Linked DNA regions of Mus musculus: region 1 is linked to region 2. Evidence: chromatin contacts called from public HiChIP or PLAC-seq data. All regions are on one chromosome and are shown on one strand. The core of a region is the stretch at or near the end of the contact, and the rest is flanking DNA. Distances in the headings are between cores, read along the strand shown. Region 1 has its middle 75 kb from the start of Gm22308. Region 2 holds the start of 4932441J04Rik (RIKEN cDNA 4932441J04 gene).

What was found. HiChIP or PLAC-seq counts read pairs in DNA pulled down with a chosen protein or histone mark.
Region 1: a contact with region 2 is called in an H3K4me3 HiChIP or PLAC-seq map of neural progenitor cells, with 6 times the contacts expected there. The contact joins the enhancer-like site here to the promoter of 4932441J04Rik in region 2. A contact is called at or near these places in 1 of 39 promoter capture datasets (cranial neural crest) and 4 of 115 datasets of contacts at active chromatin or transcription factors (acute myeloid leukemia, astrocytes, embryonic forebrain and 1 more).

Annotation. Positions count from the first base shown.
Region 1 is chr5:59,138,359-59,141,130 of GRCm38.p6, reverse strand. No RefSeq gene overlaps it. Among named protein-coding and RNA genes, the nearest start is that of Gm22308, 75 kb to the left of the region's middle. Within about 2 kb of position 1,265, at least 14 of the 459 cell types and tissues checked have an H3K27ac peak or open chromatin away from gene starts, as enhancers often do. A contact at or near this core is called in neural progenitor cells, where this site is marked.
Region 2 is chr5:57,716,559-57,719,258 of GRCm38.p6, reverse strand. 4932441J04Rik (RIKEN cDNA 4932441J04 gene) reads left to right here and starts at 1,340. Exons shown (of 5, transcript NR_015588.2): 1 at 1,340-1,413. Pcdh7 (protocadherin 7) reads right to left here and starts at 1,178. Exons shown (of 3, transcript NM_001122758.2): 1 at 1-1,178. The coding sequence starts at 154.

The sequences.
Region 1 (2,772 bases), core at 16-2,515, 1.4 Mb before region 2:
TTCTAGGCTCCTGATAGAAGTATCAAAGATTGAACCTGCACTTTACATGACCTTATAATTTTATCCATTAAATTGTATTACATTCTCTTATCTCAAAGCTCTCTTTTGTGTCTGTCTGTCGGGTATCATTCAAAGGACCAACGTCCTTCATCTTTCTGAAGATCTTTATCATAAGAACAGGCATATATACATATCTATACATACATATCCATATATATATGGATATGGATATCTATATCTATCTATCTGTATCTGTATCATCTATATCTGTATCTGTATCTGTATCTGTATCTCTATCTCTATCTCTATCTCTATCTCTATCTCTATCTCTATCTCTATCTCTATCTCTATATGAGAACTATTTTCACCAGAAAATAATCTCAAAAGAGTTAAGTGTTTTAAAAGTAAAGAGAATCCTTATTCTATATCAAAGTGATGAAACATATCTCTTCAACACACATTTTATACATCTCGACAACTGAAGAAGACTAAAGTTCATATCTCTGTAAGGACTTCAGTCAGATTTTATTATTGATGCTCAGAGGAAATCAAATGAAATTATTCTGATTACCATCTATTATAATATGCTAATATATGTTGTTCTTTTCAATCCAAGTATTAATTTTTTTTCAATTTTCTTTTTGAGACATTTCCTACATGGATAAATAAACCCAATGTGATTAGTACATTCTACAGATACTTTTGGCTTTGTAGTTTTTAATTTTGATTCATGTTTTTGCCTGGGTAAGTACAGGCAATCTTTAGTTGTTGCATGTGCTACAAATAATAACAATAGGACAGGATACTCAGCTGCATAATATGCCCACTAAGAGGGAAGATATTCAGGAAATCCTGTTAAGTAACATCAAATATTAATTAGTGCCTTTCAGTTAATATATTAAAATGTGTTCTTACAAATATTATTCCTAAGCCTTATTTTGGTTTAGGTTTTTTTTTTCTTTAATTACAGGCATTTGATCTGTTTTAGTGTTAATAAGAGCGAGCTTTCTTCCAGATAAAGAGAATCTGAATATTTACAGTCCTCAAAAGAAATGGCCACAATTTGACGATTTCTACAAATTATATAGGAAAGGAACTGTAGACCAGTTTCCTCAGAGATTGAAGCATTCCAAATTTACCCCCTTGGAAGGGAAACAACGGAATGAAGTCTGTGCCATTGAACAGATTCCCCAGGCCCCTCCCTGCCATAGAAGGCAATAAAAGCAGAGAGGAAGCGAAGCAAGCTGTGGATCTTTCACAGAGGCTCTCAGACAAACTGAGCTGCAAAGAAGACTGAGAGGAAGAAAGCCTCAAAGAGGGCTCTGAGACCAGCGCAGGTGGCTGCAAGAGGCAGAAAGCCGCAGAGTTGCTTGAGGTTTATATAGGAGTCACTTGGAAAGAACACTCTCCTACCTGTACAGTGGCCTGACCACTGTGCTGTGCAGTGTGATCCAATTTTGATGCAGCTCTGTTTGAGACATTTTTATCTTGAAAGTAGCCCCTCACCCACTTTCCTGTAAATATTGCAACAAAACTCATTGATTCAATAAATTGGACTTTGGTGGTATAAGCACTTTGGTCTGTCATGGATTCCCTATCTGGCCTCTAACTTGTGGTATATTTACCTTCCTGCTAAGGAGCTTCCTTGAGAATGGAACTTTTCCTTCTTCAGAAACGGTTACTGTTCTGTCTGACAACATAATGCCACCATAAACTGTGTATCATAGGTGTGTTTTCGTCTTTAAAAAATGCCATATTCTAAATGAAAACTATCACTTCCGTTGGATTGCCATTTATATTCCCCTTTTCCGTTTATAAAATTTAAATTTTCACATATTGAAGAAATGTATTGGTGAATATTAAGTTCTTTGGAAAATCAAAAAATATTAGCTTAGTGTATCTTGACACCATCCACCATTTGATAAGTAGTTTGTGCTATGTGAAAGCACACAGTTGAAAATGAAATTCCTTTCAGTTAAAATATTTCTGAACTGAGTAGACAAAGATGACCTGAAATACGACCCAGGAAATCTTAAATCCAATAAATTTCTTTTTACAAATGTTACTTATTATGCTAGTTCTTTGGCCCCCAATAATTTTATGAACCAGTTTATTTCAAGTCTAAAAGTTTCAAGCTTGAGTTTTAAATTCGACCTAGTTGGCAGCTGTTGTTGTTACTCTGTCAAATAACTCACCCATTGTCTAGGTCTCAGTGGGGGATATGTGGGAGGTCCCACAGTTTCTCTACAGCTGTTACTTAGGCTAAGATAATGTTTTTGGTTCTGTACAACTCCCAGCATGCAGCCTGCTCCTGACAGCCTCAATAAAATTCCATTTAAGCAAAATGAATTAAAAGTTGGTGTGAACAAAGTTTATAGAAAAAAAAAAAAAAACAATTAAGAACTTTTTTTTTTTTTCTGAATTGGCTTATGACTTAGAAAGTTTCATCTTGAGCAAACCTGTCACCTTGCAAGATAAAATACCACAGGCAGCTTTGCAATAGCCTGATCTTACCTTTTGCTTTTCTGAGCAAACGCGTAAAAGAGTTAGAAGGTTTGCTACAGAAATATCTGCAGCTTAAGAGCCTGCAGCATCTGTTCACTATGATAACAGTAGCAGCCTTCTTGGCGGCAGTCTAAACCCTAAAATCCCCGAATATACCCCAGACCTAAAATCAGTGGGGAAAAAAAAGATTTGTTAAGCCACAATTTTTCAAACTTTCTAAAGAGAATAATATCAGAAAGTGAGCTATATTTGTGCATACACATACGC
Region 2 (2,700 bases), core at 91-2,590:
CCACATTGCCGATCCGCACGTCGGCGGGGCCCTCCTCGGCCAGCCGGTACCGGAGCAGCTGCTTGGCGGCGGCCAGGCTGAAGCAGAGCGGCAGAAGGAGACAACAGCCCAAGCACCAGCCGCGCGCCCATCCCGTGGTCCGCATCCTCAGCATCTTCTCTTGCTGCTGCTGCTACTGCTCCTTCTAACCACAACCCCCCTCGGCACCCCCCTCCTCCGGGGCTGGCCGCCTGCCCTCCCCTCGGTCCTCCTCTCCGGGAAAGGAAGAAACGAGAGGGAGGGGAGGGAGGGGGCCAGAGTAGCGCGTAGAGTCGGCCGATGGGAGGGGGGCAGCTAGAGATGCTTCTTTTTTTCTCCTCCTGCTTCTTCCGAAAGTTATTGTTTCATAATTCATGCAATGGGTGCTAATCGCCCGCTCGCCGGCCACCGTTTACTCGCAGTACTCACAGTTCACGGGACACTGCGCGCCACGGGCTCGGTGCCCCCACAAAGTCATCCCCGCAGTGGGAAGATACTGAGATCCAGTCTCCAAGCCCTGGGAAGGGGCCGGAACCGCTTCTGCAAGAGGGCGGCGGAGCCTGGTAGCGGACTAGAACAAACCTGCAGCCTTCCCCGCCTGACAGCAGCGTTAGTCCTTACTGCTACTCGAGTTAAGTCCAATTCACGTTCCAGCTACTCACTCTAGACCCAGGCTCTGTTTAGGCTCCCGAGGTCCAGACAAACCTGAACCGCTTCCTGCTTCAGGCTCTGGGGCGAGCAACAAGCCAGTCTTAACTCTGACTCCTCTTAAGCAGCCGGGAAGCCACTCAACATATCTTGAATGAAAAATTCCACGGCAGGTCGCTTCGGGCAAGGTGCAGCGAAAAGACGCCTCGCGTCACAGCTCGGTCCGCGACCGGGTGCTCCCGGCGCGCCAAAGAGCAGCCCGAGCCATCTTCAGAGACGCCCAGAGTCGGTCGCTTCTCACCCCGAAGAGCTCCGGTTTCTCTTTTTTTCTTAACAACTCTGCGCAAGGTCATTAGTCACGAAGCCGCCGCCTGAAACCGCAGCAACCATTCGCCCGCGGGGGCGAGAGCCGAACCGTGCGCACCGCGCGGTGCCCAAGTTTGGATTCTCAGCCGCAGAGTCCGTGCCTTCCCTCACCTGCATTCGGCCCGCGTGTTGGAGCAGTGGGATCTGCAGCGCTGTGCGCGATTCAGGGAGGAGATTGCAGCCTCTCTCTCTCTCCCCGCTCTCTCTCGATCCCTCCCCTCCCTCCCTCCTTCTCTTTCTCTCCTCCCTCCTCTTCTCTCTCCTCCCTCCTCTCCTTTCCCCTTTCCCCCCCTCTCTCACTCTCTCCAGCACAGTCTCTCAGCTTCTTCCAGTCTCAATGCGGGGAACTCGAGCTGAACTTGATCCCTTTGCAGTTCAAAGGTGAGCAAGCCTGGCTCCGTGCATCCGCGCGACACTGGCCCGGTGAAAGCTCACGACCGGGCACTCCTAACGGCAATTAACAAAGATGCCCAATTCTGTCCGGATTTCCAAAGAAAAGCCAAAGCCACTGGGGCGGGGGTGGAGGGGGAGGTGGAGTCAAACAGAGCTGCCAAGTAGCTTAAAAAAAAAAAATCTAGTTTGCCAAAGGGAGAAAAAGTGCCAGTCGGCTGTTGTCTCGGAAGTGCCCTGGCGCGGCGGGTGAATTCCGCAGTTGTCTCGTCCGCTTTCGCGTCTAGCAGAGTCTGGTGCGCGCGCTCCCGCCGCCTCTCTGGCTGTGGCTGTTCCGAGACACCGAATCGCTCCGGGGAAGCTCCTACTCTCGCTACCCACTAGCCGGAAACCCGCAAGTTTGCATAAACTGGTGGTTGTTGCGGAAAGCCCGCGGGCTCCGGAGTCAGACTTGACTCCGACGCTGCAGCGGCGGCGGCGGTATCCGAAACTACACAGTTGCAGAGAACCAGGGAGGAGGGCCCAGGGAAGGGAGGCGGGAGGAAGGACTAGCCAGCCGCGGCGCTCACCGAAGCCAGGCTTCGCTTCGTGGGGCCGACTGAGAACTGCCCAATCTCAGCCCCGATAAGCCAAAGTCTAGTCTCCTTAGGCAGTTTGGGTGGGGGTGGGGTGATTCTTTTTCCCCCTCTAGGGCTGGTAGACTAAACCCGGCTGCGTGGGTAAGAGCTGAAGTGAGGGTGTTAGTATACCTTCCTCCCACGTCTACCCTCAGACGATGCCCCCCTCCCGCCCCAACTCCCACCCGCAACGTGTCTTCGTTTCGCAATTTAGCATCTGGGTTAGTGAATTGCTACTGGTAGGCTGAGGTCGATGTCTGAGTTCCGAAAGCCAAGCTTGTGTTCTGCCAAACCGTGACGGGCTGCAGTAGTGAAGAGAGAGCATCAAACTCCAACGAGAGCCAGAGAGGATCCTTTTTTGGAGCCCAGACTTTGGAGGTCTGGGTTGGGGAGGGGAGAATGCCTGCCTTTGTTTAAATGCTTGGAATTCCTGTCATCCGGCTCTCACTGGGGATAGACCGTGTGTGCACGCGCCTGGGGAATAAAACACATGCTAGAAGCCTGGGTATTATTTTCTAAGCAGAGCCTGCAGCTTTTAGTAACCGGCAAAGTGTAGCGTCACCTATCTGGATATAAGGGAAATAAACTTTAATGGCAACTTTGTGTACCGAGTATGCTTAACCTCTTTTCTCTCCTTTTGACTTTGTGCCTCGTGATCCTC